Linked DNA regions of Sus scrofa: region 1 is linked to region 2. A link is a contact called in public HiChIP or PLAC-seq data. All regions are on one chromosome and are shown on one strand. Each heading gives the region's core, a stretch centred on a gene start, on an enhancer-like site or on the middle of the called end of the contact. The rest is flanking DNA. Distances are from core to core; before and after follow the strand shown.

Region 1 (4,391 bases), core at 652-3,151, 310 kb after region 2:
GTGGTACCAATTCCGAGATGGGGAATATGAGAGAACAGTTGATTTGGGGATTAAAATTAGGAGTTCCATGTTACACCTCTTCAATCATCTAAGAAGATGGAGGGAACAGCCCTGGGACCACAATATTAACAGCCACCAGGGAATAGGGTCCCGTGAACCCACCACTTAAACCCAGCTCTCCTAGAGAGAACCCAACCCTCTGGGCAGCCAGTGACTGATCCTCATCCCTGCTGGGGACCCAACCCAGAACAGCTTTGACATTGGCTGGGTAAGTTTATTTTCTATAGCCTCCAGGACAGGAAGAGTCTGATCAAAGCTCTTCCCTAGTAGAACCTGCTCCTAATCCTCTCCTGGCTTAAGGGATGAGGATTTCTCCCTTGGCATCCAGTGGGGCCACTCTCTCTAGACTGTCTGTGAGATAGAAGGGGAGCTCCTCCCTCCTATCCTTCCAAGGGCAGGATCCCTTCCAGGAGGAAGCATTGCCCACCACTATTCAATGTTTTTATTTTATTTTATTTTTTTAATTTTTTTCCACTGTACGTCATGGGGACCAAGCTACACATACATGTATACGTACATTTTCCTCCCATTGTTGTGTTGCGATGTAAGTACTAGACATAGTTCTCAATGCTACACAGCAGGATCTCATTGTAAATCCATTCCAAGAGCAATATATTCGATGTTGATCAGGAGAAAGTAGATCTTCCTCTCTCTGATCTGAAGGATGTGACCTCCCTGCTATGAGCAGAGAGAGGCAAGGTCAGCCCCTCCCTGGTCCACAGCCTGAGTCCTGGCATCGTGTCCTGTCCAGCACTGTCGGCCAGGGCCTGTCCCATGGGGATAGGGCTTCTGGCTAAATGATTTCCTGCCCTCCTCCAGACAGCCCTTCCTAGACTGCATGAGCCAGATCTGCCTCCTTTGCTATAACACATGTTCGGCTGGCTATTCTCACGTCAGCCACCTGGGTGAGTCCTTTGACTTCCTGGAGGGAGACAACACTGGTAGTGCTGCTCTTTTATCACTCAGGCTACCCAGAATGTGCAGAACACATTCTCTGAGGCCCAGTGCTCAGTCTGGCCAGAGACCATCACTGCTGCCTGCAGCTAGGGCCGACTTGGCTCTCCTGCTTCCAGGAGATAGCTCCCTTGGAAGCAGAGCAGCCCTTCCTCCTGGGCTGGGGGAGGAGACATGGGACAGAGAACATCTGCCACCAGATGCTCTCCAGCTTGGTGCTCTTCAACCTCTAGGCCACTGACCTCATCCAAAGTAGTTGTTGGCCCACCCCCCATCATGAGGACAACCAAACCCCTGTGGGGGATCTGGGAGGATGCCCTTGGCTGATGCCCAGGAGCCACCAGGAACTCCCATCTTCCTTGTGCCACGCCCCCCACCCCCACCCCACCTAATGACTTTTGAACTTGACAGTTCAAGGAATAAAAACAAAGGGAAAGCGAAACTGAATTTTCTCTCATTTCTTATAAGCACTTCCATCTCAGTTACACTAGGTCATTCAGAATTTGAAAGTTCTTTCCACCATGTCGAAATTTGTGTGATGCCTTTAAATTGTACCTTCCTAGCAAGACTGAGACAAGACCATGCTGAAAGGAGGGGTTTTGTTTCTCCTTCTTTGTGTCTATCTTTGCATCTACAGCTCCCCTCAGTTCCCAGAGCTAGAGCACTGGGAAGACCCTCCCCCGCCCCCTTCTCTCCTAAGGGCCTTGACAGAAAACTCCATGCTGGGAGGAAAAGAACTCAGCCTCTAGCTCTGGCCTCCCTGATAGTCTTCCCAGAGCCCCACGCCAGCCTTATCGGTTATTTACACGAGGATGCCCCTGGGGGCGAGAGAGTAGGCTGGAAGGGGGAGGAAGAGTGGTCTGTGGGGCGCCTGGCTTCTAGACTTGGAGGCTCACTTCCAACACCTCAGGAGAATAAAGTACTCAGCCCAGGAGGAAGACTTGGGCTTTCAGACTTTGTATTGTGAGGGAAATAATTTTAAAAGGTTAGTCACACAGGCATTTGACAGTCTAAAGGAAACATGGATGACTAACAGAATTACAGGATGGCTCCACCCTCTCACTGAAATGGCATATTCTTTTGAATGCTTTGGGTAATTTCACAACATTTAGTGCTTTCTGGGAGCAGCTTTGCTATCCAGAGGATGGAAAAAAGGGGTAATTAGAATATCCTTCCCATCTCCTGTATTACCTGCTCAGCTCTCTTCTGCGACCAGCCACTTTCCACATGTTTTTCTTGTCTAAGCCTTCATGTCTTCCGAAATCAATTTATCCATGCAAGTGGGACAATGATGGACAAACTGGGTAGAAAAAAAAAAATCAATTACGTGGCAGTTGAGTCTTGAATTCCTGTAAAACAGTTCCCCTCTTCCTCCTCCCTCTCACATAAAAGCATGTATGTTGACACATCGCCATCTGCTGGTATCTGGAATCACAGTAGCTGAATATTTGCTTTATATTTGTGTTGCCTTGTCCAGTGCTGCTCATTTCACTCATTCATTCCGAACACGTTCATTGTGTGCCCTCTTTGTGCCAGGCACCAGGCTAGATGCTAGAAGTACAAGAAAGAACGGCCACTGCTTTCTCTAGTGTGGTCAGAACCTGGGCACAAGTCAGAATCATCTCAGGAAGTTTGTAAAATGCAGACTCCTGGGCTCTGCCTGAGAAGATTCTTGAGTTAGCGGGTTTGAGGAAACTGTATATTAAACAAAATTTCCAGGTGATTCTGAAGTAGAGAGTCCACAAACCTTATTTTGAGGAAAACTAATGACAGAGAAATAGACAGTGGAATCCATTACTGCAATATATAGCCAACGCATGCCGCATACTATGGACAGGGTCTACTGGAGATACAGAGAAAGGATGTCTAATCAGACTATGGAATATATTGGGGAAGGCTTCTCAAAAGGTAAGACTCTAGACAAACAGGAGTTGATGAGGTGAAGAAGAAAAGCAGAGGGCACAGGCAGAAGGTGCAACACGTGCAAAGGCAAGAGGGTATGAAACTGTGCAGTCCCTTCAGGTAGTGCGTGAAGCTAGTTTGAAGTGGAGCAGAGTGTCATAAAATAAAAAGCCTGGAATACTAGCCTAACTTTATCCTAAAAGCTCTGGGAAATGCAGAAACTTTTTAAGCAGGAGAATGACTTGGTCAGATCTGCATTTTAGAAAAATCCCTCTGGGAACACTAAGGGTGCAGGACTAAAAGCAGGGGATTCTTTGGGAGAAAAGTGGCAGGGCTTTGAGTGGAGGCAATGGCAGAGAATGAAGAGGAGAGAGCAGATCAGGAGGCATAAAGAAGGTACTGACACACAGGGCAGGGAGCAAGTGAGAGTGGCCCAAAGGTTAAATCTAAGGGCTCTGGCTTGGGTAACCAGATGTTGTTTCCCAAGTCAAGGCCCATGAAGGAAGGGACAGGGTTTGGGAGGGGCAGGGAAGAATAGGAGAGACACCAAAAGAAATGAAGAAATGGACAGTGTTCCTTTCAATATAATTGTCACTGCCCTCCACTGCCCTCTGCTGTGTGATCTTAATTCTTCCTTAACCCACCATGCCATGCCTTGGTTGTTTCTTCTGTAAAACATCATATGGAAGTTCCTGGGCTGGGGTCGAATAGGAGCTGCAGCTGAGGCCTATGGCACAGTCACAGTAACGGGATCCAAGCTGCATCTATGACCTACAGTGCAGCTTGCAGCAATGCTGGATCCTTAACCCACTGAGCGAGGCCAGGGATAAAACCCGTATCCTCATGGAAACAACATCAGGTTTTTAACCCACTGAGTCACAATGGGAACTGTTGTGAGGATTAAATGAGTTAATACATGCAAGGGACTTAACAAAAGTGCCTAGCACATAATGACAATGGATGTTAACTATTATTTTTAAATTTGTACGTATTATTCATAATAAACCTTATTGCCAGATTACTAATTGTGGTGCTTGGACCATTGCTCCCGATGCTTTATTCTCTCCTTGTTTTAGAACTTTATGTCCATGTCCTCTGCTGAATGACTTTGCTCTAGTATGGTGAACACTCCCCTGTTTGGTATCCATGACTTGCTCTGGCCAGCACAGTATTAATGACACTGTGACACTACCAGAGGCTTTAAATGTGCTCTAGAGATTTGGCTTGCTCTTTTGTGCTTAGGCCATACACCAAACATGACCTTGTTAGGCCACTGGGCCTAGAATGATGAAGACCAGAGAGCAGCCTTAACCCAGAGGAGGGCCAGCCAACCCAGAGACTGGTGAACAAGAAAATAAATGTTTTTGGTTGTGTGTTGCTAAGATATGAGCGTTGTTGTTAAAGAGCATTATGATAACAATTGTGAACGAATACACTGATATGAGCAAACATTCTCTGACCAAATTTTTATATTG
Region 2 (4,458 bases), core at 1,387-3,886:
GATATAAACGGGTAACGTGCAAATTAAATATGTACTTGTTTTGAAAGTACTCAGCAAAGGAGAAACTGAAGCTAGTTATTGAGAGAAGAACTTCAAAGAATAAAGGGAATTTTAACTATATTCATGATACGCACACTTAAAATCAGGTAAGTATGTAATATGTAAAACACACATTTAGTCTGCAAACATCAAAAAAAAAAAAAAACACAAAGCATTCTTATAACAGTCATATATACCTTTAAAAAGAGTAGGAGTTTTACAGTCATTAAAACTGGGATAAAGAAGCAGTGTTTCAAAAAATCGTATTAGGCATGATTATCAAAATTCAGTGTGCAGAAGAATAATTTGGAGAATGTAGAGTGGAGGATCACTGGTATAAGCAGCTGCTGGATCTGTTATAAGATAAATAAGGCCTGAGAATCTAATGTATAACATGGTGACTATAATTGACAACACTATTGTATAACTGAAATTTGCTAATAGAGCAAATGTTCTTAAATGTTCTCACACACAAAAAAGGGTGAATATACAAGGTAATAGATGTGTTAGTAAACTGGATAGGGGAAATGCTGTCACAATGTATATACACCATGATGTACACTTTAAATATCTTACAATTTTATATGTCAAATATACCTCAATAAAGCTTTTTTTTTTTTTTTTAACATCCACACCTGTCGTATATGGAAGTTCCCAGGCTAGGGGTCAAATCAGAGCTGTGGCTACAGGCCTATGCCAAAGCCACAGCAACAATGGATCTGAGTACAACTATGACCTATGCCATGGCTTGTGTCAAAACCAGATCCTTGGAGTTCCCATCGTGTCGCAGTGGTTAACGAATCCAACTAGGAACCATGAGGTTGCAGGTTCAATCCCGGGACTTGCTCAGTGGGTTAAGGATCCGGCATTGCCGTGAGCTGTGGTGTAGGTTGCAGACTCAGCTCGGATCCCGCGTTGCTGTGGCTGTGGCGTAGGCCAATGGCTATGGCTCTGATTAGACCCCGAGCCTGGGAACCTCCATATGCCATGGGAGTGGCCCAAGAAATGGCAAAAAGACATTAAAAAAAAAAAAAAAAAAAAAAACAGATCCTTAACCTACTGAACAAGTCCAGGGATTGAACCCACATCCTCATGGACACTGTTAATTCTTAAACCACTCAGCCACAAAGCTGAAACTTTAAAGAAATCTCCTACAACACTTATAAAAATTCATACTGGTAGGCTTCACCTCAGATTTAATGATTACAAATTCTTGGGTTGCAGTCTAAGAACCTTCAGTTTTAACAGGCACCTCAGTTAATACTAATTCAAGTAAAATGTGGACCCTTGAGAAATACTGATTCAGAATTATTTATAAATTTGATAATCTCTTTATCAGAAACTATGCCTCCAGGTGTTCTTTTCTTCTTTTTTTCTTTCTTTTTTTTTTTTTTTTTTTGGTCTTTTTGTCTCTTTAGGGACGTACATGTGGCATATGGAGGTTCCCAGGCTAGGGGTCAACTCCAACCTGTAGCCCCTAGCCTACACCAGAGCCACAGCAACGCACGATCCGAGCAGTGTCTGCGACCTACACCACAGCTCATGCTGGATCCTTAGCCCACTGAGCAATACCAGGAATTGAATCTGCATCCTCATGGATACTAGTCGAGTTCATTAACCACTGAGCCACAACAGGAACTCCTCCAGGTGTTCTTTTCATTTCTTTGACCATACCAAGTATTTTTAGAATAAATGAATAAATACGTGTTGAACACCAACCCTGCTGGGGCCTCCTCAAATAATACAAAGGCCCCTCCATGTCCCCTATCTCTTGTTTGTACAAAAGCTGAGGTATCCCAGGCCCCCCTGTGTCACAGAAAAGCAGGCTCAAGCAGTTAGTGACTGGGACAATAAAGTCACGGAATCCTTCAGTGTCTGATGCACATTCGAGTTGCTTTACAGATACTATAACTGCCGCCAGAGAGAAAAGGCTACCTGCATGATGACCAGTCTGAATCCACAACATAAGCTACTTCATCTTGAGTAATACTAAATCCATGGCTAGCACAATTCCAAAAATTGGCCTTAAGAGATGGGATTAACACTACTGTTCATAATAATGTGTAATTTACAGGTATCAAAATAATTGTAGCTTTCTCTGCCCATATATATAAGTGGGCAACTAAAATTGTCAGCAAAGAGATGCTATAGGCCCATGTCAACATTTTCCACTCTAATTAATATGGTACTCTATGTCAGGACAAGAAGTTATAGAAGACAGACCTTCATCCATAATCCCATAGAAACGGAATGATGTCTTACAATGAGGATTTGTAAGCGGTTCTTTGCAGGAAGCAGCTCTCTGGCGGGGGGCCCTTTTGTCCTGTCACTTTAGCAAAACTAAATATTAACTAACCTCCAGTTCAAGCACAACTTTCAGATCTTTTGACTACAAAATGCCTCACCTAACCTATTGATTCTTCTCTTTAATCTGAGAAGCAGGAATGAAGAATAAGTAAGATGATGACTAGATATTTTCCTCAGCTTCCCCTTCAGTAATCTCATGAACAGACTCTGAAGGAGATAGGATCTAAAGAAAGATCGCAAGGACTCAATAACCCTGAATACAGTGGGAGATTGCAAAAAAATCTGACCTCCTACATCAATGATTAACTGAGATTACTTCCGCTTTTTCTCTCTAAAGACTTCCATGGTCAAGCACAATCTTGAGAGTTGGTTCTGGGACATGAATCTGCCTTCTCTCCAAATGCCAGCCTCTTGCATAAAGCAACATTCCATTCCTACTAGTACTTTTCTCTCTGGTACTGGCTTTTGAGCAGCAAGCAGCCAAACCTCAGTTCGGTAACACTACGATAATTTCTGTAGTACTCCGACTCATTCAGTATATATTTTTTTCTTTCCAGGGCTGCACCTACAGCATATATATATATAAGTTCCCAGGCTAGGGCTGAATCAGAGCTGCACTTGCCAGCCTATACCACAGCCATGGAAATACCAGATCTAAGCCATGTCTGCTCAGATAGCTTGTGGCAACAGCTCCCTAACCCACTGGGCAAGGCCAGGGATCAAACCCACATCCTCATGGGTATTAGTTGTGTTCTTAACCCACAAGGGGAACTCCCTGAATAATTTCTTTTAATTATAAGATAAATTAGTACCCAGAATATAATGTATAATATGATGACTATATTTAACACTGCATATATGAAAGCTTTTAAGAAAGTAGATTCTAAGAGTTCTTATCACAATGAAAAAATTTTTTTCTTTCTCTTTTTTAGCATTTATATGAGATGATGCATATTGACCATATTGAATATGGCAATTATTTTATGAATATATAAGTCAAATCATTATGCTGTACACCTTAAAGTGTTATAGCATGTCAATTATATCTCAATAAAACAAGAATGAAAAACAAATCATTCCTTTTATCTCACAAATTGTGTTGCGCATAAGGAAAAGTTACCCATACAACATTTAATTATTATGAAATCAAAAAGAATAAAATACCTAGAAATAAACCTACCTAAGGAGGTAAAATGTATACTCTGAAAACTAAAAGGTGATGGATGATGAAAGAAACTGAAGATCACACAGATGGAAAGATATACCATATTACTGGATTGGAAGAATTAATATTATTAAAATGACCATACTACCAAAAGAAGTCTACAGATTCAATGCAATGCCTACCAAATTATCAATGGGACTTTTCATAGAACTAGAACAAAGAATCTAAAAATTTGTATGAAAACACAAAAGACCCCAAACAGTCAAAAAAGTATTGAGAAAGAAGAATGGACCTGGAGGAATCACATTCCCTGACTTCAGACTATACTACAAAGCTACAGTCTTCATTACAGTATGGTACTATAACAAAAACAAACACATATCAAAGAAATAGAATAGAGGCCAGAAATAAACCCATTCACTTATGGTCAATTTATCTACAACCAAGAAGCCAAGACTATACAATGGAGAAAAGACAGTCTCTTTTTATAAGTGGTGCTGGGAAAACTAGACAGCTACATAAAAAAAATAAAATTGGAACATTCTCTAACACCATATACAAAAATAAACTCAAAATGGATTAAAGATCTAACATAAGACTGGAAACCATAAAACTCCTAGAGGAAAACTCAGGTGGAGCACTCTCTGCCATAAAATTGTACCAATATTTTTTTTTATCTGTCTCCTAAGGCAAAGGAAATCAAAACAAAAATGAACAAATGAGACCTAATTAAACTTAAAAGCTTCTGCACAATTAAGGAAACCATGGACAAACTGAAAAGACAAAGCTACTGAAAGAGAGCAAATATTTGCAAATGATATGACTTATAAGTTGTTAATATCCGACATATACAAATAGCTCATATAACTCAACATCTAAAAGACAAACAACCTGATTTAAAAACGAGCAGAAAAATGGAATAGACATTTTTCCAGAGAAGAAATGCA

Evidence for each region. HiChIP or PLAC-seq counts read pairs in DNA pulled down with a chosen protein or histone mark.
Region 1: a contact with region 2 is called in an H3K27ac HiChIP or PLAC-seq map of alveolar macrophages. The contact joins two enhancer-like sites. A contact is called at or near these places in 1 of 5 promoter capture datasets (fetal liver) and 1 of 2 datasets of contacts at active chromatin or transcription factors (alveolar macrophages).

Annotation. Positions count from the first base shown.
Region 1 is chr1:217,219,825-217,224,215 of Sscrofa11.1, forward strand. LOC106509181 (a long non-coding RNA gene) reads right to left here. Exons shown (of 4, transcript XR_001306485.2): 3 at 2,206-2,314; 4 at 1-738. Among named protein-coding and RNA genes, the nearest start is that of AK3, 15 kb to the right of the region's middle. Within about 2 kb of position 1,902, at least 33 of the 83 cell types and tissues checked have an H3K27ac peak or open chromatin away from gene starts, as enhancers often do. A contact at or near this core is called in alveolar macrophages, where this site is marked.
Region 2 is chr1:216,908,340-216,912,797 of Sscrofa11.1, forward strand. All of the region lies in intron 6 of JAK2 (Janus kinase 2), which reads right to left. Among named protein-coding and RNA genes, the nearest start is that of JAK2, 91 kb to the right of the region's middle. Within about 2 kb of position 2,637, at least 2 of the 83 cell types and tissues checked have an H3K27ac peak or open chromatin away from gene starts, as enhancers often do. A contact at or near this core is called in alveolar macrophages, where this site is marked.